2 separate regions of the Rattus norvegicus genome follow, and region 2 is linked to region 1. The links are chromatin contacts, called in public Hi-C maps. All regions are on one chromosome and are shown on one strand. Each heading gives the region's core, a stretch centred on a gene start, on an enhancer-like site or on the middle of the called end of the contact. The rest is flanking DNA. Distances are from core to core; before and after follow the strand shown. Region 1 overlaps Arhgap45 (Rho GTPase activating protein 45). Region 2 holds the start of Wdr18 (WD repeat domain 18).

What was found. A called contact is a pair of places that touch in the nucleus more often than the background predicts.
Region 2: a contact with region 1 is called in a Hi-C map of Schwann cells, with 4 times the contacts expected there. The contact joins the promoter of Wdr18 here to the enhancer-like site in region 1.

Annotation. Positions count from the first base shown.
Region 1 is chr7:10,321,798-10,326,522 of GRCr8, forward strand. It overlaps Arhgap45 (Rho GTPase activating protein 45), which reads right to left. Exons shown (of 23, transcript NM_001108067.1): 23 at 3,742-4,493. The coding sequence ends at 4,177. Among named protein-coding and RNA genes, the nearest start is that of Polr2e, 6.8 kb to the left of the region's middle. Within about 2 kb of position 2,039, at least 42 of the 93 cell types and tissues checked have an H3K27ac peak or open chromatin away from gene starts, as enhancers often do. A contact at or near this core is called in Schwann cells, where this site is marked.
Region 2 is chr7:10,396,348-10,401,096 of GRCr8, forward strand. It overlaps Wdr18 (WD repeat domain 18), which reads right to left and starts at 2,328. Exons shown (of 10, transcript NM_001039027.1): 1 at 2,114-2,328; 2 at 1,373-1,483. The coding sequence starts at 2,323.

The DNA of each region.
Region 1 (4,725 bases), core at 789-3,288:
ATCCTGTCCTTCATGTTTCCTGCCTTTCTCCCACACTGTTGCCTTTGGGTCTCACAGAGCTGGTTGTCCTTAGGGTTTCGCCACACTGGCTGCTGTTGGAGCCTCATGCTTGTTGATGGCTGCGTGACACTGGGCTCATTGTCCCTGTAGTTGCTGTGTCCGGCACACACCAGGAGTGGAGTGTGTGGTTCATGTGTTGAACTCAAATGACTCCATTTTGGGACAGGGTCTCCCTGTATGTGTAACCCAGGCTGCCCTGAGTCCCTGCCTCAGCCTCTTGTGTGCTGAGCTGAAAGGTGTGCGCTACCACAGCTAGGTTAGAAACATTTGTTTTTGCCTGCCTGCTTATGTGTGGTGAGGATAGCCTATACCCCAGGCTGTCAGCCAGGGAGCTTCCTGGGTACCTTCTACCTCCCCTATGAGCTGCTCATAGGAAGCTGGGATCGGATGTTCAATATGGCTCCCACCCACTTCCACATGTCTTATGGAGACAAGAGCCAGGCCTGTGTGGGTTGGAACTGCCTCTGCTCCACCACGCCCAGTTGTCTACCTTTTGTGATTTGGGTTTCTGAGCATGCCAGCCGTTCACATCCCCTGGAACTTCAGTTCCAGGCGGTTGTGGGCCACCATATGGGTGCTGGGAGCTGAACCTACCCAACTCCATCTCTCTCTCTTTTTTAAGATTTATTATACACACTGTAGCTGTCTTCAGACACAGAAGAGGGCATCAGGTCTCATTACAGGTGGTTGTGAGCCACCACGTGGTTGCCAGGATTTGAACTCATGACCTCTGGAAGAGCAGTCAGTGCTCTTCCACTGAACCATCTCTCCAACCCAGTATTTATGTATCTTCATATACACCAGAAGAGGGCATCAGATTCCATTCTAGGTGGTTGTGAACAGATGGTTGGGAGCCTCTGTGGATTCTGGGAATTGAACTCAGGATATCTGGAAGAGCAGTCAGTGCTTTTCACCACTAAGCCCACTCAGTTTTTTTCTTACACATTGGTCACATCCACACTCCAGTTCAACTGACCCATTGTCCTGCAACCCTGTGGGCTCCTGAAAGGCAGCCTGAGACACTGCTGACCGCTGATTTCTGTTCCCCCTCCTGTAGAGCTGTGGGCGCCTCGGGTCACAAGATGAGTGTTTTCTGGACTTCCCAGCAGAACACGGAGGCTTCCCTCTGTCTGCTCTCCAGAGGGACACTGAAAAGTCATCCTGGTGGAAGCCTGCCAGACTGAGAAGGGTCTGGAAGTCTCCCAGAGGCCCCTGAGGGTGCAGGGGAGGGATGGAGTTCGTGCCTCCACGGCTTCAGTGTGGGCAGACGAAGAGTGGTGACAGGTGACATTGAAAGTTCTGTTATTTGTCACCATAGGCTGAGAGCCTGAAGCAAGCTTGGCCCAAGTTCGCCTCCTGTATTAAGTCACAGTGAAGAGCCACGAAGCCCACTGTCACTTGGGGAGTTTGGTGGGGGTGGCCGTGGCTTGAACACCCATCTAGCAGTGGGAAGCCCTAGGTTTCACATCCAGCACAGCATAGCTAACTTTCCTAGCTGCACCACCTTGGTGGCTTTTTGTGACCTATACTGTTTGACCAACTGTGAATTGGGCATACCACTTCTCGTGACTTCTTATAAATGTAAATCAGAATCAGGGTGTGGCTCAGTGGGTCTGTCCCAGTGTGGGGAGGGCTTGTTTCAATTCCGAAGTGGGGCAGTGCATGAGCCATATCTAATCTCAGCACTTGGGAGGGGCTCTGTGAGCTCCAGACCACCCAGGGCCCTGCATAAAAATGGACACTTTAGAAAAAAAAAAGCCAAATCCCTATGTACAGGCGGTTAACATGCATTCGTCACATTCGCCGGCAACCAATCCTGCCATAGTTCCTCTCTTGAAGAACTAAGTCCAGACTACCTTCATGTCTGGGTCCTGGCCTGGGGCCAAGATATCTTGTTTACCGACATCAGGGCTGTCCCTGAAGTGCTGACCGCAACTCTGTCTGTCCAGACCATCTCTGAGTCACCCTCAGGCATTTTATCTGTGCCTGTGGTTTGCTGCAGGCTTCTGGCTGACCCCTCATCAGGAAGCCCCGCCCCAGGAAGGAAGGCCCCTTCCCTTCTCGCTGATACCAGAGTAGCTGAGAATTCTTTTGACTCCTGTCCTGGGATAAGAAGCTGACCTCTCCTTCCCAGTGTCTCTGTGTAGTCTTCAGTTCATGAGCTTCTGATCTCTGCCCCCTGCCTGCCCGTGTCCACCGTGCTGGAATAACAGGCGTGCTCTACCCCTTGTTTCTGAGGACCTGGGGATTCCCTTAGGTCAGGCAAGCACAATACTCGTTGGGGCCTCAGTCCCTGCCTGCAAGTGGCCTTTCTTCTGAGGGGCTGTACACTGAGTTCATGTGGGTAGTGTCCCAGGGCCACCGTTGTGCAAGGATCAGCGCTGAGGAGGGTAGCAGGAGCTTCCCTCCTGAGGCTGAAGCTCTGCAGGATGGGTCGTTTCACAGAACTACAAAAACAAAATCCACAAAATATTGGCATGGTGGCGATATGCCTTTGATCCTAGCACTCAGGAGGCAGAGACAGGCCAGCCTGGTCTACAGTGAATTCCAGGACAGCCAAAGCTATGTAGAGAGACCCTGTCTCCAAAAGCCACAAACTAAAAATATGCTGTTGGGAGACAGGGTCTAGCCTGTAGACAGCTGTCATCCCCACACCTGGGATGCTCAACCTGGAAGATGCTGTGAGTCAAGGTTAGCCCGGACTACAGGCTAGACTTCAAGACATTAAAGACAAGGCCGGCAAGAGGGCTCAGCATGTAAAAGGGCTCACTGCCAGCCTGACCACCCACATTTGATCCTCCGGACCAACACAGTGGAAGTAGAGAACTGCAAGTTGTCCTCTGACCTGTCCATGATGAGACAGCGTCTGTAAGGACAGCATACACCACATAATAAAAACAAGGTTAAGAGACAGAGAGAGCCCTGCATCACACGGTCAGGAGATCACAGAGGAACCTGGAACCCTGGTCAAACTCAAGAGCCTAAACTACTAAACCAAAAAACTAATGCAAGTACCTGAGCCTGGGCTCATGTGTGGAGCTATGGTTCACCCCAGGACCACAGAAACCGGCTTGAAGGGACAAGCCTGTAATCGCAGCCATCTGGTGGTACAGGCAGGAGCATTGGTCATGCAAGGTCGTCTTTGGCCACACAGCAAGTTCGAGGCCAACAAAGCGAAACCATACTTGTACACTCTTCTGAGGAGCTCTGCCCTGAGTGACAGTAAACGGTCACAGTGTGTGTTCAGGACAGCCTGGCTTGATACCTTCCCAGAGTTCTTGTCACAGGGTGGTCCCCACAGCCTGGGCCACCTCCGGAGCCTTGGCTTGAACCAGACTCAGAAACCACACCGAGGAAGACATATGTAAAGCATAGGCCAGTCCCTCGAGAGCACTGGCTGCTCTTGCACAGGTCCAGGATCTGAGCCCTCTGCTCGCCTCTGCAGGCATGGCACGGACATGACTCACACACCCACAAGCAAAAGGCAAAATTCACAAAATAAATTTTACCCAAGTACTGTGCAGTTGGGTCATGGCACGCGCCTTTCATCCCAATGGCCGGGATGCTGAAGGAGGTGGATCTCTGGGAGTTCAAGGCCAGCCTGATCCACATAAGGAGCTCCGAAAGGAGACCCTGAATGAGAAGCAGGCAGCAGGATTGGGGTGTGGCCCAGTCAGTGACGTTTATTCAAGCAAATTGGGGGTGCACGTGCAAAGCTCTTTCACTGCTCCTTGGGAGAGACCCACTGTGTACCCCCACCTGTCTTTCCATGCCCAGACTCCTGCAAGATTCCTGAAGCCAGAGCCAGGACTGCACACCACACAGCATCCTGTCCTGGTGCTGTGCCCACTCAGACACATCCAGACTGATGGGGGCCGTGGGAGAGACGAAGGCATCATGGGACTCGGCGGCTGCATCAGGCACAGGCACAGGCACACGAAGGCCAGGCAAGTCCACCTGGGACCACTATCCATCTGAGTCCATGGTGCCAGGGTGCCCTGAGCTCCCTCAAGCTTCTCGGCATTGTGAGAAAACCCCCAAAACAAGTCAAGGGCCCATAGTGACCCTTAAGAGTAGCTGGCAGTGAGCTGATGGTCCCCAACATCACCACCCAGCTCAGACAAACTGTGGCTGCCGCTTCCGACCGCTGCCACCTGTGATCTGCCCATCTCGGAGTCGCATGGTGGGCAGAGAGGCTTGTGTGGTGTTGTTGGACTGGTTGGTGTTGAAGGAACACAGCTGATGGCCTGGGGCTGCATCCTCACTCTCCAGCTGTTCCTCACTGCCACTGTGGCTCTGGGGACCTTCCTCCAGGCCTGCCTCGGTCTGCTCCAGGAAACTGAGGCGGTGCAGGGCGCTGGCGTCCGAGGACGAAAGGAGGTCAGAAGCCTCTTCCAGCTCTGAGTCTGAGTCATTGGATGCCACCTGGGATTCTGGGGCAGAGAGAAGGTGTCAGAGGGATGAGGGGAGACAAAAGTGAAAACACACACATACGAACAGACACACTCACAGACACACAGATACACGGATATATAAATACAGACACACACACACTCACAGACACACAGACACAGACACACACACACTCACAGACACACAGATACACACACACACTCACAGAAACACAGATACACACACAGACACTCACATACAGACACACACACA
Region 2 (4,749 bases), core at 1,078-3,577, 75 kb after region 1:
AAAAAGCAGGAGGAGCAGAAACATGGCTGACCTCAGCTCTGTGCCACTGACACCTTCCATCCATATGGCCAGGTCAGGATGCAGTCTAGAACTTTTAAGCCTCCAGGCTCATTCGTTGCCAAAATTATTAACTAGTTATTAACTAGGCCCAACACAGAGCCATGTAACTGGGGCCAACTAAAGGCTGAAGAATGACCTCTTGCTCTGTGGGGAGCAGGTAAGGGTGCTGGTATCTTTTGTCCCTCACTGTGAGACAAAGGGGGTTGGCTATCACTGGGCTTGTGATAGACTTGTGTTTTGAAAATTTACTTATTTAATGTATATGAGTACTCTGTCTCTGTCTTCTGCCACCTTCAGAGGGCATCAGATCTCATTACAGATGGTTGTGAGCCACCATGTGGTTGCTGGGAATTGAACTCAGGACCTCTGAAAGGGCAGTCAATGCTCCTAACTGCTAAGCCATCTCTCAGGGTTCCTGATAGTTCTATTTTAAATTTCTTTGTGGGTCTAGGGTACTCTGAGGCCAGATGAAGGAGCTACAGACAGTTGTGAGCTGCCATGTGGGTGCTGGAAACTAAACCTGCGTCGTCTGAGAGAGCGGCCAATATTCTTAACTGCTGAGCTATCTCTCTCAATCAATAGGCAGTTTTTAAAAATTCTGTATTTTCCAGGTTTGTTTCCTTTTTTTTTTTTCCTTTTTTCTTTTTTTCGGAGCTGGGGACCAAACCCAGGGCCTTGCGCTCGCTAGGGAAGCGCTCTACCGCTGAGCTAAATCCCCAACCCCGGTTTATTTCCTTTATGAGTGTTTTTGCCTGCATGTATATATGTGTATAAGGGGCATGACTGGTGCTCACTGAGGTCTAAGGAGGTGTGAAGTCCCCTAGAACTGAAGTTATGGATGGCTGTGAGCCATCATGTGGTTGCTGGGAATTGAACCCAGGTCCTCTGCAAGAGCAACAAGTGTTGTTAGTCACAGGACCATTTCTCTTTGCTCCTTACTGAGGATGTTAACTACTATGTTGACTTCCTGCTTTCTGCCCTGATTCCCTCAATATAAACTGCAAGTGTACATAATAAAAGTTCTCTTCCTCTTGCACTGTTTTTGGTCAATGTTTTTGCCAAGAGGAGACAGGTTAGAACACTGCCCCTTCCTAAGTTTCTTTCTCAGTTGCTCACGACAGCACTAGGGCCACCAGTGGGCTGAGCACTGTGCTGCATCTCAGTCACCAATTAGGATCCTACAGACACGGTCGCATTTTTGGTTTCAGAAGTCATGGGTAAGATTCCATGCCTACCTCAGCTGACAGGACACCGACCAGTTTTACTCTTTAGCAATCCCAAGTCACACATACATGTGACAAGCTGTTCTCACCTCCCACAGGTAAATGCTCTCTGCAATTCCTGCCAGAACATACAAGCCGTTAGGTGCCGTGGTTAGACAGGTGACAGGCCCAGGACACATGATTTTCTGTTGAAGCTGGTCCTAGGGACACAGAATACAAGAAAAACTATGTGAGTATCAGGGCGGAGGCAACTGAAGGGAAAAGTTTTAAGTACAGAGAGCAAAAGAAAAGAGGTTGGGTAGATAGACTGTCCAAGTGAGGGTTGGAGGCGCGGCAAACCTGTACCTAGAAACTACCCCCAGCCCCGGGAGGGCAGGGTCCGGGCTCAGTAGTAGGGATCCTACTGGACAAGAAGGAAGCTCTGTGTTCCAGAAACTAAGAACCAAAAAGACCTCAGGCCTTAGTCTGTCCTGATGGTTAAGATCCGCGACTCTTTACGAAGGTAAAAGAACGGGCCGTCATTCTATCTCTTCCCGTGGCTCCTCAAGATCTCTGGTCTGCCATGCCATACAAAAGCATGACTTCTAACGGACCCCATTTCCCTTCTGCGTCCCTTAGCGCCCCTTACACTGCAAGTGTGCAAAAGCCATAGATCTTCATCTGAGCATGCGCGAAGAAATCTCCCGGGCCCCTTAGCGCCAAGCCCCTGGGGGGAAAAACCCTCGGCCTCCGAGTACTTCCGAATCACACACCACCCCAGGATCGCCGGAACTCTAATCTTGGCGCGCCGGAGTACTCTCGGCTGCTCCGCGGACGCTGAGGCCCCGCACCTTGCGCTGCAGCTCCCAAGCGCAGATGTAGTTCTTGCCCTGCTGTGCCGCCAGCAGGTACTCGCCATTGAGTAGCGCCAGGCCTCGCGGCCCCGCTTGGCCGCCTCGATAGGTGAGCAGGTTGGCGCCCGAATGAAGCTCCCACACCATACAGCTCCATAGCGGTGCCGCGGAGTCTGTACACACCACCACTTCCATGGGCGCCGCCATCTTGCCCTGCCAGCCCCGCCCCCGAATCCCATCATTCTTAGCGAGACTGTCAAGATGGCTCCTGGCCGACTAGCCTTAGTACTTCCTAGCGGGGGGAGCTGGAAGGCCGACGCATGCGCAGTAGTTTCACCAAGCCGAGGAGGCGGAGTTAATTGTCTGGTGCTTACGGGCTCCAGGAGGCCTAGAGAGACATTTATGCACTTTAGGTGGCTCACATACGCATGCGTACAAAGTTCGCTGCTCTTGGGTGGAGCTAGCCGCGGGGTTTCAGGGTCTCTGGTAGAGCAGCGTTGAGAGGGCGGAGCCGCACGACAAGTGTACATGCCAATGCGCGAACAGCGCAGTGGTAGACGCGCCACGCAGCTTAGAACACCCGCAAGCTTCTTGGAGGACTGAGCGGGGCGGGGCGGGGCGGAGGAAAGGGGGGGGGAAAACTGGATTCCTGCACATGCGTAGAAGCCTGGGGGTCCTGGCGGCTCAGCGCATATTAGCTCTGTTTAGAGGAAAATACGCTTGCTATCTGTTTGCAGGGTTTGTCTTTTTTTCTTTTCTTTTTTCTTTCTTTCTTTTTTTTTCCTCGACACAGTGTCTCTCTTGCGTTGGGATTAAAGCCTTGAGCCTCCACCGCCAGCGAGCTTTCACTGAATACGCGCTAGGTGTTTTGACTCAAATGATCTAAAGTTTTAAAGTGTTTTGTTTTGTACTTGAGCCACTCTGGCCCTCGAACTCGTGGCAATCAATCCTCCTGCCTCAGCTTCTTGCGTGCCGAGATGACACATCTATGTCACCATAGCCGGCTTTTTCTTTTCTTTTTTGTTATATTTTTGTTTTTTGAGACAGGGTTTCTTTGTGTAGCCACGGTTGTCCTGGTAGTCACTCTGTAGACCAAGCTGGTCTCGAACTCAGAGATCCACCTATATCTGCCTCCTGAGTACTGGGATTAAATGTCTGGGCCACCACCACCCAGCTGACCAATTTACTTCTTAAACTTTGTTTCATAGCAAAAATATAAACCACTGACCTTTATACTTTATTTAGATCAAATGAAGTTCGTTACTTACTGCGTGTAGCATGCCGCTATGTATGTTTGGCCGAGGCATATTGGTGATTAACTCTTACCAATCGACCCACGTCCTTTATTGATTCGCCTCCTCTTTGGCCTTTCCTCTTCTGAGTCATAAATTTCAAATTTGTATTTGGTTCACTCATTGTAGACCCAACAAGTCAATCTCTAGCCAAGCAACCTTTAGCCTCAGGTCACAGCTGCTGTCATAGGTCAGGCCTAAAACCAAGTGCCCCCTCCCTCCTTCTATGTGTTGTTAGTAACGGAGATTGCATGCAAGTGTGGAATCTTGCAGCCAGGAATGTGGCCTCCAGAGCGCTGCGCCAGCGGCAGTGCGACAGGGCTGGACAGCAGGGCGAGGTTGTGAGCTGGGTCTAACAGCAGCTGTTGGGCCTGTGGAGGGAGCAAGGATGCATGCCCGGTGCAAACATTTGGACTCCGCGACCCGGCGACCCCAGGCCAGAAAGAGAGGAAATGAGTTGGAGTGAGGCGTGCCACCGAATGTGGCCACAAGATGGCAGGCGCGAGCTGCGGGGATAGGGGGAGGACTTAGGAGGCGATTCTCAAGAGAAGGCAACCACTTTGACAAGCAAGAAACTCAGAAGCAAGGTGCTGTCCAGGGTTAGAGCGAAAGGTCCTGGGGCAGAATGGAGGATATGGAGCTGCATTTGAAAGCGTTGGTGGTGACAGCCTGTGTGTCACTTCATTATGTGAGAGAAGCAATTCATCCCCCAACACTTAAGCTCAGGTTGCCCACCAGGTACTCCTGCCTCAACTTCCTGAGAGCTGGGATGCAGCTACCCTTAATGCTAAAGTGTGAATGAGGAGAGGAATGGGAGGTTGTCGAGCAGGGAGCAGGCTCAGTGGGTAAGAACACTTGCTGTTCTTGCAGGGTACTGGGGGTTCAGTTCCCAGCACCCACTCCAGGATGGTTCACAATCACCTGTAACTCCAGCTCCAGGGACCCAACACCTTTGGCACTCAGAGGGACCTGCATGCAAGTGAATGCACCCCGACACAAACAGATACATATTTAATTTAATCACAAAAAGAGAAATGGGGGGTAGAGCAGTGGGTAGAACGTTGGCTTAGCAGCATGAAAGCCCTGATGGGTTCATCTTCAGCACTGCAGAAAACAGGCATGGTTGCGAAACATGGTTGGGATCAGGAGTCTGGCGTCATCCTGGGCTACTTGGTGCACTTGAAGCTAGCCTGGATACATGAAACCCCATGTCAGAATTTAAATAAAGAAATCAGAAAAAGAAAGATAGGGGATGGATGGCCTTGGAAGATCAGGTTGGGTCCTCAGCCAAAGGCCAACTTGGGAGTTTGAGCTTGGGTGCCAAGTTCCACTTGTCAAATC